2 separate regions of the Rattus norvegicus genome follow, and region 1 is linked to region 2. Evidence: chromatin contacts called from public Hi-C data. All regions are on one chromosome and are shown on one strand. Each heading gives the region's core, a stretch centred on a gene start, on an enhancer-like site or on the middle of the called end of the contact. The rest is flanking DNA. Distances are from core to core; before and after follow the strand shown. Region 1 overlaps LOC134486407 (a long non-coding RNA gene). Region 2 overlaps Chst1 (carbohydrate sulfotransferase 1).

Region 1 (6,428 bases), core at 168-2,667, 140 kb after region 2:
TCAGCTCACCACAGGCAGCTAGTAAGTTTATTGGGCTTAGAGAGTATGGATGAAGGGCTTCCTACGAGAGCAGGGGGACCCCAAATCAGCCAAATGGGAAAGTCTTTGCCCTGTATGGATGATGGCATCCTCCAGTCACATACATAATGGAATCTTCTTCCCTTATTCTTTCCCAGTCATATCTTTTAGTTCATTCTGAAGTTCCCCGCTGGGATGGTTTGTATATGCTCAGCCCAGGGAGTGGCACTATTAGAAGGTGTGGCCCTGTTGGAATGGGCACGTCACTGTGGGTGTGGACTTAAGACCCTCACCCTAGCTGCCTGGAAGTCAGGTTTCTCCTAGCAGCCTCCAGATGAGGATGTAGATTTTTCAGCTCTTCCTGTTCTGGATGCTGCCATGCTCCTGCCTTGATGGTAATGGACTGAACCTCTGAACCTGTGAGCCAGCCCCAATTAAATGTTGTCCTTACAAGAGTTGCCTTGGTCATGGTGTCTGCTCACAGCAGTAAAACCCTGACTAAGACACCTGCCATGAGTAGGTAAGAGAAAACCACACCTTAATGGCTGGATACTCAGATGAGGGTCCAGTGACCTTCCCTGCCCCTCATTCTGGGAAGAAATACCAAGTTCACAGCTCCATCGGGCTCAGGAGTGGGCACACCTGAGTTCATTAAGATGGCCACAGTCTGGCTGTGAGGAGAGCCCCTTACAGCAGTCTGAGATCATTCACTGCATGGAAAATGTGCAGGGATTTAAACCTATGTGCACCTGCGAAGGGGTGTCATTCACCCAGATAGAGCAGCTGAGAGGGAGGTGACAAGTAAGGACTCTGGAAGCAAAGCAGGAAGGAGACAGAAGACGTGGTAGGGGGAAGCCCAGGTGCCATAAATCCAACCCGCCATTCTGTTGATGTCTGTGGCAAGAAGATTCTAGACATTTTGGTAAGAGGAAAACTGGCGTAGCAGTCTCTGCACTGTAGCTCTCTGTGTGTCCTCCGGGAGGTAGCTTAACCTCTCTGTGCCTTAGTCTCCTCACCTATAACGTGGAAGAACCTTGCAGGGTCAGACTGAGCATCAAATGGAGGTCTCTGCATGCAGCTGGCATCACCTGACTTGAGGTCCTGTGTCCTGTCCAGAGTCCAGCTCCCATCCATCCACGCAGTCATTTCCTGGACTGGAGAAAGGGGGTGAGACAGACAGATCTCAGCAGAACTTCCTGCTCCAGTGGGTGACCTCAGGCAGAACCAGCCCTTCTGGAAAAGAGCCACAGGAATGTGGTCAGGGAATCATCAGGGGTTTCAGAGTGTTACTGCGGGGGTGTGGTCTTCCTGCAAATGGAGGAAAACAACTGGGGAGCTGTTCCAGGGAGGACTGAGTCTCAGGGAAGAGCCCTCACCTCTGAGCTAGAAAGGAAGCTGAGGCAGGAAGCAGGAAGGCCTGGCTGTGGCCGTGCCTGCCATTGCTGCAGCCAGTGTCCTGGGATGACCGTGGCTGAGGACAGGCTGCAGCCTCTCAGACTCTCTCTGACCTCTTTCATAGAATCAATTCTGAGCATGTGCTTGCACACAACCAGATTTTCCTGTGTTTGCAACTCCAGAGGTAATTTCCCAATGCCAAAGGTGTGATCTCTGAAGCCCACTTCAACTGACATTGCACCTCTACCCTCGGAGGCTGGTGACCTCCCATATCTTCTTTGATGTAGTTGAGCCTCAGTTTCTGCTTCTTTAAAATGGGTCCATGCAGCATCTACTCCCCAGGATGATGAGATGGGTAGAGGGCTCAAAGTGGCCAGGGCTTGAGGAAGGTGAGCCTCACTGCCTCCTCTCACACCTTCCGAATCAAAAGGAAATCAGGTGAGAGAGGAAGGGCAGCTGGGAGGAAGGGAAGGAATCAGGGAAGGAGGGGAGACACGGAGGAAGAAGAGACAGAGTGAGGGGGGGGCTCCTCAGCCCTCCCCATCTGTGCTTGATCCTGTGTGGATCTTGTGCCAATCACCACAGCTAATGTGAGTTCACGAATCCAGCAGCTCTGTCATGTTTGGAAGGTACTCCTCCACAGCCCTCTGGTTCTTACAATCTTTCTGTCCTTGAGCCTTGGAGAATGGTAGGAAGGGGGTCCCTTTTCTACTTTTAAAGTTTGTTGCTTTTCCCTCTGAGGTCCATCCTCCCTCTCCCTCTCCCTCCCCCCTTTCTTCCCTTCCCCCTTCTCCCTCCCTCTAGTACACACTCACATATACCTGCCCACACAATTACATATGCCTCTGAATGGTGTCTGACTTAGAGTGAATCCCCAAGTACCAATGAACGAATTTCAGCCCTCCTGATGGTGCTAGGGACCCTTCATCTTTCGCTAGAACTCCTCAGATTGACCCAGGCCTTCAGAGATAGTAGTAGCTCATTGGAGAGACTCGGGAAAAGCAGAGAGACTAGACTAATCACTCTCTATTCACAGTAACCAAATACAGGAGGGGGAATGCACAGAGAGGTTAGGAAATCTTTGTGAGCTCACACAGGATTACAGCATAGGCTGCCTGGCTTCCCAGGGTGTGCTCTTAACCCCATTCTTGACACACCTGTGAAAACAGAGAAAGAAAGGCTGAGGCTGGCTTCCTCGAGGCTCTAAACTGACAATAAGTCCCAAATATTCCCCATAGGGTTAGCAATTATTATCTAACCTCTAGGGAGCCAACTCAACACAAGGAAATGAAAACAGCCCCGTGAGAACTTCCTGGCTGCTGCTGGGAGTTGGGTGCTTAGCAGTGAACCCCAGGTGCGCTCAACTAACAGGGAAGGATCATGGGACCAGGGAGACGTTTACTGGTGTCTCCAGCTACTTTCCCCATTTATTTTAATTAATAAGTTAGCTGTGTGTGTGGTATATGTGTGTTCACATGCATGTGTAGGTGCACACGGCTATGTGCTTACACTCGAAGGCTAGAGGAGGACATCCAGTGTCTTTCTCCCTTGAGAAAGGGTCTGTTATCATAGATTTTTAAACTAGGGTGTTGGCCATCATGCCTCAGAGATCTTTCTATTACCATCCCTATCACTTCCAGCCTCTCCCCATTATGCAGCACAGTGAAGGTCGAAGCACTTGAACTTTGTAGGAGGTCGCATGGAGGCAACCTCGACACAGCTAGGATGGCTTCAGGAGGCCAAGGACACAGACACAAAGGGCAGGGCTGGGAAATGTGATTCTGTCAGACTCCAGAGCTCATGCCCTGGTGGCTGGGCTGGGACACAAGTGCACACACACACACACACACACACACACACACGTACACACATACACACACACACACACGTACACACATACACACACACACACACACGTACACATACACACACGCATGCACACTGCTACTTTGTTTTGCAAAGTACAGTAATGCTTTGACCCTGGCACTCTCTACCATTGACCTCCAGTAAATAGAGATCTCGGACTTGTTCCTAGACCCAGGATGACCCAGGCCCAGCTTGGCCACAGTTCCCATTCTTATGGGCCTGGTTACTCACCAGCTGAGGGCTGGCTGCCTGGCCAAGTACAAACAGGAGCCAGGGAAGTCTAGGCCCAGCTCTGCCTCTGTCTCGCTTTGGCCTTTAGGGAGAGGAGAGAGCTAAGAACTCCCTCCCTGAGATGCAGTGAGTGCCACAGATAGGCTGGGCCATTCCCATGTTTGCACACGTGTCTAGAATATGAAGCATTTCCCCAACAGGCTTCATGCTGGGACACCGGCAGGCTGCCAGTCTAAAACAGCATCCAGGCTCCTTCCCTGACTCTAGCTGTGAGCCTGTGTATCTGTCAGCTATTGCTGCTGGCAATGCTGCAAAACAAATCATCCCCCACTCTAGCCACTCACAGCCGCAGACGTTTAGCCACACACTGTAGTACCTTCAAGTGACTGACCATGGTGCCTCAGGCCCTGAGCTCACAGACAGGCTGAGCAATATGGACCATGGTGCCTCAGGCCCTGAGCTCACAGACAGGCTGAGCAGTATGGACCATGGTGCCTCAGGCCCTGAGCTCACAGACAGGCTGAGCAGTATGGACCATGGTGCCTCAGGCCCTGAGCTCACAGACAGGCTGAGCAGTATGGACCATGGTGCCTCAGGCCCTGAGCTCACAGACAGGCTGAGCAGTATGGACCATGGTGCCTCAGGCCCTGAGCTCACAGACAGGCTGAGCAGTATGGACCATGGTGCCTCAGGCCCTGAGCTCACAGACAGGCTGAGCAGTGTGCCTGTGTTGGAGGCTGCAGATCACACTCTTGGATCTACTATAGAGGGCATTGAAGGACAGTTGAAGGACAACAGCTGCTCAGGGAAACCTTATGCTCCCATCACAGTGTCTGAGACCAGCTCTGTCCACACCAACAGACCCCCTTCCCACACTCTGTCCTCTCTGCTCAATGCCAAGCTCATCCCCAGTAATGCAGGAGCCTCATTCTTTCCTGTCCACGAAAAGAAGATGGGCCACAAAGCAGTGAAACACAGGAGGACCCCTGTTTCAATTTACAAATAGAAGTGGCCCATTTGAGTCACTACTGATTCAGGTCTCCTTCACCGGTCCTGAATTCAAATGCTGGGGCGATTGAAGGAATCTCAGGCAGTGACAGGAGTAATAGGGTGATTGAAGGATGGAAGATTCCTTGATGTTGGATAAGCCCAAGCCCTCTTGGCACCTGCTTCTTTGAGGCCCCTCCTGTGGAGGCTGGTAGCCCAGGCTCCCCCCCTCCACCCTCTCTAGATGGCTGAAGCTGAGGAACAAAGGCAGACAGGGCTGCCTCATCCAGCAACTGCTCTTGCACTCACATACCTCCCCTCAGGAAGAGAAGCAGACAGGAGGTTCTGCCTTGTGAAAAATGGCTGTCTCACACCCAAGGAGCAGCTTAGCGTGGGCAGCCAGCTGCTTATACCATGGAGACAAAGGGACACACATGTGGCTGTGGACAGTATAAGGGCTGTCGGGGGGCAGGGGACAGAGTTGGGCTGGGTCAGTATATCTGTGAAGTTAAAGTCACTTCCCTTCTCTGGCCTCAGATTCCCTGTCTGTGGCATGAGTGGGAGGCTCTGGAAGGTCCTTCTTTTAAGCAGAGCCTCTTTGGTCCAAAGATTAAATTCTTAGGGCTGGTGTGACTCAGTTAGTGAAGTCTGTTCATAGAATCCTGGCTTTGGTCCCCTGCACTTCATAAAAACGGGCGTAGTCATAGATACCTATAATCATAGCATTCAGGAGAGTCAGACGTTCAAGGATATCCTAGGCTATCTCGTGAATTCAAGGCTAGCCTGGGATACATTAAACTGTTTCAAACGTGAAGAAATGAGGATAAGAATCAAAAGTTCTCACCCCTCTCCTTTCTGTTCCCTTCTCTGACCTTCAGAGTGCCTGTGTATACTATGACCCTCTCCTTTCTATCAATGTATGCACCCTCTTAGCTCCTGGGCTGCTGGACTAGAGGTGGGTTCCAGGCAGGGCAGGCAGGGCAGGCAGGACCCTCACTCCAAATATCACCCAGATAGAGGCTGCTCCCAGATAGAGGCTCCAGAGGCCTCCCGCTCAGGCTCTGGAGAAGGGGGAGGCTTTTCAAGAAAAATGTCACCCAGTTGGTTTCCAGATAGAGGCTGTCCTACCCCACATTAAGCCCCATGGTGCTTCCCACCCAGGTTGCTCAAGTGTCCGTGGGGTGCTCTTTCCGGATGCTGGAAGCCTACTTTTAGGCAAAGGTCCACACTAGGAAAGCATTTCCAGGCAGGGATATGAGGAAGGCCAACTCCAGCCCCCCAGGCCCCCCCCACCACACACACACACACACACACACACACACACACACACACACACACACACACACACACACAGCCTCAGCTCAGCTCCCCATTGGTTCCTCATCCCCTGGTGTTCCTACCCTTCATTAAACCTCCCTCCGGGGTTTGGTCTGCTGAGTTCAGAAATAGGTGTTATAAACTGGTTCCTGCATCCAAATTGCCTCCTTCAGCCCTGAATCTGTAGACAGGTGGGTAAAACAACTGAAGACACATAGCCCCAGCTTAAAAAGACCAAGAGAAAGGAGCAGTTGCCAGAAACTCGGAGATCTTTGACACCTAGAAAGGGAATTTCTGGAAGAGCTGTGCCTTTAACAGAGAGACCCAGCCCACCAGAACGCACCCAGAAGCTAATGGACAGCTTCACAGTTCCCAAGCCAGTGCAGGGTGTGCAAGTCTGTGCGGGGTGACCAGCGTGCATCGGTGTGTACAGAGACTGTGGATGCATTCACACATGTGCACAGTCCTCTCAGTTCCCTTGAGTGTCTGACTAGGCAGGGAGGCCCTTCTGATTGCGAGGACACTGAGGCAATGTGTTTGGTTTGCTCAGCTAGAGAGTGTGAGGCCTGCTTAGAAGCGGGCTTGGAGGCAGCATAACCTGGGCTCTGAAAACA
Region 2 (6,093 bases), core at 1,016-3,515:
TGGATATTTGGCTTCACGTTCCCTTGCTCTGTTCCCTGCTCCCCATGCCACTTTAAGAGCATTTTGAAGAAGTCACTTGTGTGAGCTTAGCCTCAGCCACTTCCTGCAGAACTTCCAGGACCTTCTGAGGTCCTACTTGCTGCAGGTTCTGTCCGACCTCAGCAGCCTCCAGCCAACCACAAGTCCTCATGTCCACCAGAGCAGGGCTCATGCTTCGTGTTAGGACAAGGAAGTCTTGACCAGACTCGTTGAACGTTGGGAAGGAGAAAGGCTGATAAGCAGTGTCCCTGGGGCAAAGAAGAAAGCCTCAAGGCTGGACTGAGGTGTCGGACTGTTTTCAGTTGCCAACTCTGTCCTCAGACACCACTCTAGCTCCTCTATGGGAACAAGGTCACCGTTATCTCCACAGATAATAAACTCAAAGCTTGTTGCAAACTGTTCTCACTCCTTTGTAGGCTCTTGGGTCTCCTCCTCCCAGACAGCCATACTTACTGGCACAGTGCACAAGGTTCCAAGGGCCGTTCATGTGTTGTGTGCCCTAACCAATGGCGCAACTGAACACATGTGTTTTGTGGCTTTCTTGACTGTAGTTTTTTGTTTGTCTTTGGCTCATTTCCATGAGCATCCTCTGCCTCAATCAGAAAGGCAGCCTGGTCAGTAACGAGGGAGCCCAGTTTCTGTGAAGTAAAGCAGTAGCCTATACCCTCCCTTCAGGAGCTTCAGAACCATCCAAATTGTGTGTGCAAAACTGGGCACAGGGAGCCTTTTCTGGAGGATGGGCTGTGTTTCCAAGGAGCCTGTGGAACAGGGAAGGTAAGCTGCTCTGCTGTGGTATGCCGAGATCCCAAAGGGTGGCACGAGGGGCTCGGTGAAGGGCAGAGCCCTTGGGTCCTTGGGTCCTTGAGGACAGTGGGGATGAGGGATCAGGCTGGGGCTTGTGGTTGTTGGGGGGTGGCAGAGACATAGAGCATGGACTTTTTCTGGAGAGTGACTTGAGTTTTCCCACAGTCCACAGGGGTTCTCTCTGTCTGGTGTGGACTTAGCCTTAACTGGACCTGAACATGGGGTGGGATCTTCCAAAGGCAGAGAGGTCCTTGTTACTGTTTTAGAGGAATTCCCCAGGGACAGAAGTGTAGGTCTTGACCCAGTGTCACTTGTCTAGGGATAGGCAGAAGCTGCAAGCCACTCCTGTTTGAGGTGTTCTGTTCAACACTCCTTCTCCAGCCTGGGCGGCATGAGGTGTGAGGGCTGTGCAGGGGTAAAGGTCAGGATAAAGCCAGACTGCCTATTGCTGCTTGCCTCTTGGGGTGCAGCTGAGGAAGAGTATCCCCATGTCTCAGAAGCCATCATCACTCTTCACTGCAATCTGCAGCAACGTATTTCTATCACGGTTGTTCCTTTGTTTTCACTGTTAGGCCTGAATTTCTAACACAGCAAAAAGACAAGAGCTAGGAGGCTGTACTACCAGTTTTTCCCACTAGAGGGAAGCAGGACTACCATCGCCACAGCCAGGCACAGAAAATTCTAGCAGGGCAAGTGGTTTGGGAAGGGGTGGTGGGCAAAGCCCTACAGAGGTCTCCCTCTGTCAGAGCAGACTCTAAGAGTATAGGTATCTAGCTCTGAGGTGCTTCCCCAAGATAAAAAGCAAAATTCAGAGATCTAGGCAAGGTTCTCAGCAGATAAACAGTTGAGCTGGGTTCCATGGGGCTGGTGTCAGAGGTCACTTGACAAACACAAAGCAGAATCTTGTCCTAATGTTGGGCATGAAAAATGGTTCAGGTCAGTTACAAACATTACTTTGTTCAGGCCACCTTTATAGATGGGGACAGGGACGTTTGGGCCCAACTGGCAGTGTGTGCTTAGCCACTGACATGCAGGCAGGTTTGAGCCCTTAGCTGCAAATTACAGCTTCCCTGTACAGCATTCTCCACTCCCAACCTGACCGTAGAGCTGCAGTCTGAGCCATCCAGACTGGTCATCAGGTCCTCTGTCTTCCAACAAAAAGGTGGATTCTGGGCTTCTGTGCCCAAGGCTTGATCCGCCAATGAGGGAGGTCATAACAGAAGCTTCTAGAAACCCAGAAAGGGTAGTGGGCCCTCAAGTCTGGCTTGGAGGACCAGGCCATTGAGAAATCTCTTGCAGAGGCCAAGGTTTGCCTGGGAACAACAGGACCTGGCCCCAGGGCCTTTGGTTTCCAGGGCAGATGCCTCCAGCATACCAAGGACCCTTGGCTAGCTCTGGGCTGGGCTGTGCCAGGCTGGCCGGGGAACAGAGCATTTCAGCTCTGGCTGTGCCCTCCTGGAAGGCGGGCATATGGCCCTCAGCCGGGCATCAAGCTTATGCTGAACTTTGAAAAGTCTCCTCACCTTAGACCTGGCCTTGAGTTTCTCCAAGTGGGGTGGGAAGGGAAATTGGGAGAAAGAGCTCGAACAGTCTGTCCCCTTCTGGGCAAGACAGAGGGTTCCCCTCTGAAGAAAAACTCAGTGTGTGTTCTATCTTTAGAGTTGGAATTGCAGGCTGAAGGCCCAAGGAAACCTATCTTGTACAAATCAAAGGGAATGAAATAAGGGATGGGCCAGGAGCAGACCCAACCACTGGCTTTGAACATGATTTTGAGAGCACCTAGCCTTGGCTGGGATCTTGGTTCACCCTGCTTCTTCGGGCATGAACTTGGAAAAGCTGTTGTAACCCAAGGAGCCTCAACTTTTTTTCCTGCCAAATGGGTTGTGAAGTGCTGACCTCCAAGCCTTGAGGTTGGGGTTGGGGACCATACCCCTGAGCCTGAGGGTGTGGCACTGACACAGGAGCCCCTGGGGAGTGCTGACTTCCCTTGGTATCAATTCATCAGTGGTGCCTGTTGGTCTGGATCGCCTGTAGATGCCTATGAAGAAACACAGCTGAGTTTAGTGTTGTCACAACTGAAGAAAGAGGGCTGGTATTCCCTGAAGCACTTGTCAGGGACCTGGGATTAAAAAGTAGAGAGGGCTCTCCACGACCCTCAGCCTTCCCTTCATGGGGCAGAGACATCTGCCACAGGGGCTAGGATGGGTATGGTCCAGATTGGGTGACTTTTTTTTTTTTTTTTGGTTCTTTTTTTTTTTTTTTTTTTCGGAGCTGGGGACCGAACCCAGGGCCTTGCGCTTCCTAGGCAAGCGCTCTACCACTGAACTAAATTCCCAACCCCAGATTGGGTGACTTTGATCACACCGAGAGCTTCCTAAGAATCTGGGCTGTACTGCTTCCTCTAATAACTATCTCTTGGTGGTGACTTGGTGCTGATTTCTGCACATAGTATGGTGTTTCACACTTTAAATAGGACCCTCAGAGTCCAAGGCATGGCCATTTTGGCTGAGGCCTTGTGCTTTTCCCCAGGCAAGCGGAGCCTGCAGCCCCACTTTCTTCCTTGGGACAAGGAAGGGATTAGATGTACTGGTCTGACCCTGAGGCAGAAGGACTTGGGTCCCTGATATTTCCCACATAAGTCATAGAGTGGTCTTTAAATTCTCCATCTGAGCAATGGGAGGGGGCCCCTGCCCTACCAGAGCAGTTTGTAAGGGATGACAGGGTACCCAAAATGACAACGCTTGTTTGCTTGGGACTTGGGGGTCTACTTGTCTCCTAGAGTAGCCAGGACAACAGCAGATTGTTGTGGGAAGGTTGTCCACAAAGGATTCAAGTTTACACGCCAGCCATGAGACAACCAATAAATGGACCTCATGGCAAGAAGGATACCTACCATGCATTCTGCGTCTCAGAACTCACAAACTTACATGCTTCCATTCTGGTCCCTCCGGTGCTGATTTGTGGATGGGCTGGGACATAATCTGGTACTTGTTTGAAGGCCAAGTGTGCTTAAGCATGAGGAACAGAGTTGTTTTCTTAGAGGGGAGGTATGCAGGTTCCGGGGCAGGGGGGTTGTACAGGTTCCAGATGGGGATTGGTTGAAGCAGGTGGTAGGCCCCAGTAGCCACTGCTGCCTGTGCTGTGGGTTATACCTACTTTCAGAGTGAATGTTTGTTTACCTAAAGGCCTTAGCCCTGTGTGAGCATTTAGTAGGTGTTAACTAGAGTTGTGCTGGCTCTGGTGTCTTACTTGGTTGGGCTTGGTAAAATTAGCCTTTGGTTTCAGGTAACTGCTGTGTGTGCTGCATGTGGTTGGAAGAAGACCCCTGTCCCCAGCTGTTCCTTTGGAGCGACCTTCTCTACCTGAAGGCCTGGGGTGAGCCACCTCCATCCCAGGACCAGCTGAGTTCCAGAAGGTGAGAATTGTTTCCATCCATTTCTAATTCAGAACCCACCTAGGCTGGTGGCCTGAGACACTTGGGCACACAGGCTAGCCAGCTCCTGCCCACAGGAGCCCTAGTGTGGGGAGAGGGATCATGGCTTGTTAGGGGTGGGACATAGAGGTTGCAGTTTGACAGTTGGGGCTGCACGGCTTAGGGGTGATGTTAGATCGGCTGGAGCCCTGAGATAGCAGTCAGTGTGAGGAGCAGGAAAAGTCATGTTTTGTGGCCTGAGGCAGAGCGCAAATCACTGGTCCCCTTTACAGCAGTCCTTTGGTAAGTGTTGAGCTCCTTGGCACTGAGTCTGGAAGCATCCCTGGCATCTCTGGTGGCTGAGGCAGCATGCCTTGGGGTATATTGTGAGCCCGTGGCATAGGCTTCCCTTTCCCATTTTCCCATACCCTTCCTCCCCCTCCCCCACTTTTATGGACCAGAAACAAGCTGAGTCCTGTGCAGAGAGACTTAGCCTCTGGAACCTGCCCTTGCTCCAGGCCAGTTGACTCACAACACTGCAGGTGCCTGGAAGTCCACATCTGGAGGTAGCTGGGCTTCCTCATTTGCAAGGTAGAAAGGCCATGGCCCAGGGTGGGCAGTTCCTGGTCCAGCTGGGTTCTGTTGTCAACTCAGAATTCATGGGGCACAGGGCTCCCTGCTCTCCTGGATTTGTTTGTGGAGGGGAATTTGGTGTGTATCCTTCCTCTAGGGGTAAAAAGAGGACATAGAAAAAGACCATGGTCTGGGAGGGTGAGTATCAGCCTGTGTGATTAGAAGATGCTTAAAATCCAGGAAATGCAGGCAGGGATCAAAGGAGTGTTGGGGTGTGGCATGAGTCATTCCCTGAGCCCCCTCCCCTAAGTGTGGAAGTTGGGGGAGTTGGGCTTTGACATAGTAAGTAGACTGGGCTAGGAAAACCAGAGCTCAACATAGGAGGCCTCTGCAACCACAATTCATTTAGCTCTTGGGGTTCATGGAGTCTGTCTAGCTCTTTGAAGCTCCCAGGAGACACCAAGAAGATGACAGTTGAGTGTGTGCTCTGTAGGTCCTACAGGATGTGTGATGGGTAGGGGCTGTGTGAGCACCGGGTTGGGGCTGGGTATTTTCCTGGATCCCATGGTGGCTCTTGGCTGTGGGAAGCACTTAACCCCTGGCTGTCTTCTGCCCACAGACCCCGTGCCTTGGAGCAGCAGCCCCATGACGGTGCCCAGCCATGCAATGTTCCTGGAAGGCTGTCCTCCTCCTCGCCCTGGCCTCCATTGCCATCCAGTACACAGCCATCCGCACATTCACTGCCAAGTCTTTCCACACTTGCCCTGGGCTGACAGAAACTGGGCTGGCAGAGCGGCTGTGTGAGGAGGGCCCCACCTTCTCCTATAACCTCTCCAGAAAGACCCACGTCCTCATCTTGGCCACCACACGCAGTGGTTCATCCTTTGTGGGCCAGCTCTTCAACCAGCACATGGATGTCTTCTACCTGTTTGAGCCTCTCTACCACGTCCAGAACACGCTCATCCCCCGCTTCACCCAGGGCAAGAGCCCCGCCGACCGCAGGGTCATGCTAGGTGCCAGCCGGGACCTGCTGAGGAGCCTTTATGATTGTGATCTCTACTTTCTGGAGAATTACATCAAGCCACCTCCGGTCAACCACACCACCGACCGGGTCTTCCGCCGAGGGGCCAGCAGGGTCCTCTGTTCCCGTCCTGTGTGTGACCCTCCTGGGGCCTCTGACCTGATCCTGGAGGAGGGGGACTGTGTGCGTAAGTGCGGCTTGCTGAACCTGACCTTGGCAGCTGAGGCTTGTCGTGAGCGCAGCC

What was found. Hi-C and Micro-C count contacts between places; a contact is called where the count stands out from the background.
Region 1: a Hi-C map of mammary epithelial cells shows a contact between it and region 2, with 2.5 times the contacts expected there. The contact joins two enhancer-like sites. A contact is called at or near these places in 2 of 12 Hi-C or Micro-C datasets (mammary epithelial cells and psoas muscle).

The regions. Positions count from the first base shown.
Region 1 is chr3:99,162,519-99,168,946 of GRCr8, forward strand. LOC134486407 (a long non-coding RNA gene) reads right to left here. Exons shown (of 3, transcript XR_010065267.1): 3 at 14-1,172. Among named protein-coding and RNA genes, the nearest start is that of Chst1, 150 kb to the left of the region's middle. Within about 2 kb of position 1,418, at least 6 of the 93 cell types and tissues checked have an H3K27ac peak or open chromatin away from gene starts, as enhancers often do.
Region 2 is chr3:99,022,641-99,028,733 of GRCr8, forward strand. It overlaps Chst1 (carbohydrate sulfotransferase 1), which reads left to right. Exons shown (of 3, transcript NM_001011955.2): 2 at 4,129-4,258; 3 at 5,448-6,093. The coding sequence starts at 5,490. Among named protein-coding and RNA genes, the nearest start is that of Chst1, 10 kb to the left of the region's middle. Within about 2 kb of position 2,266, at least 40 of the 93 cell types and tissues checked have an H3K27ac peak or open chromatin away from gene starts, as enhancers often do.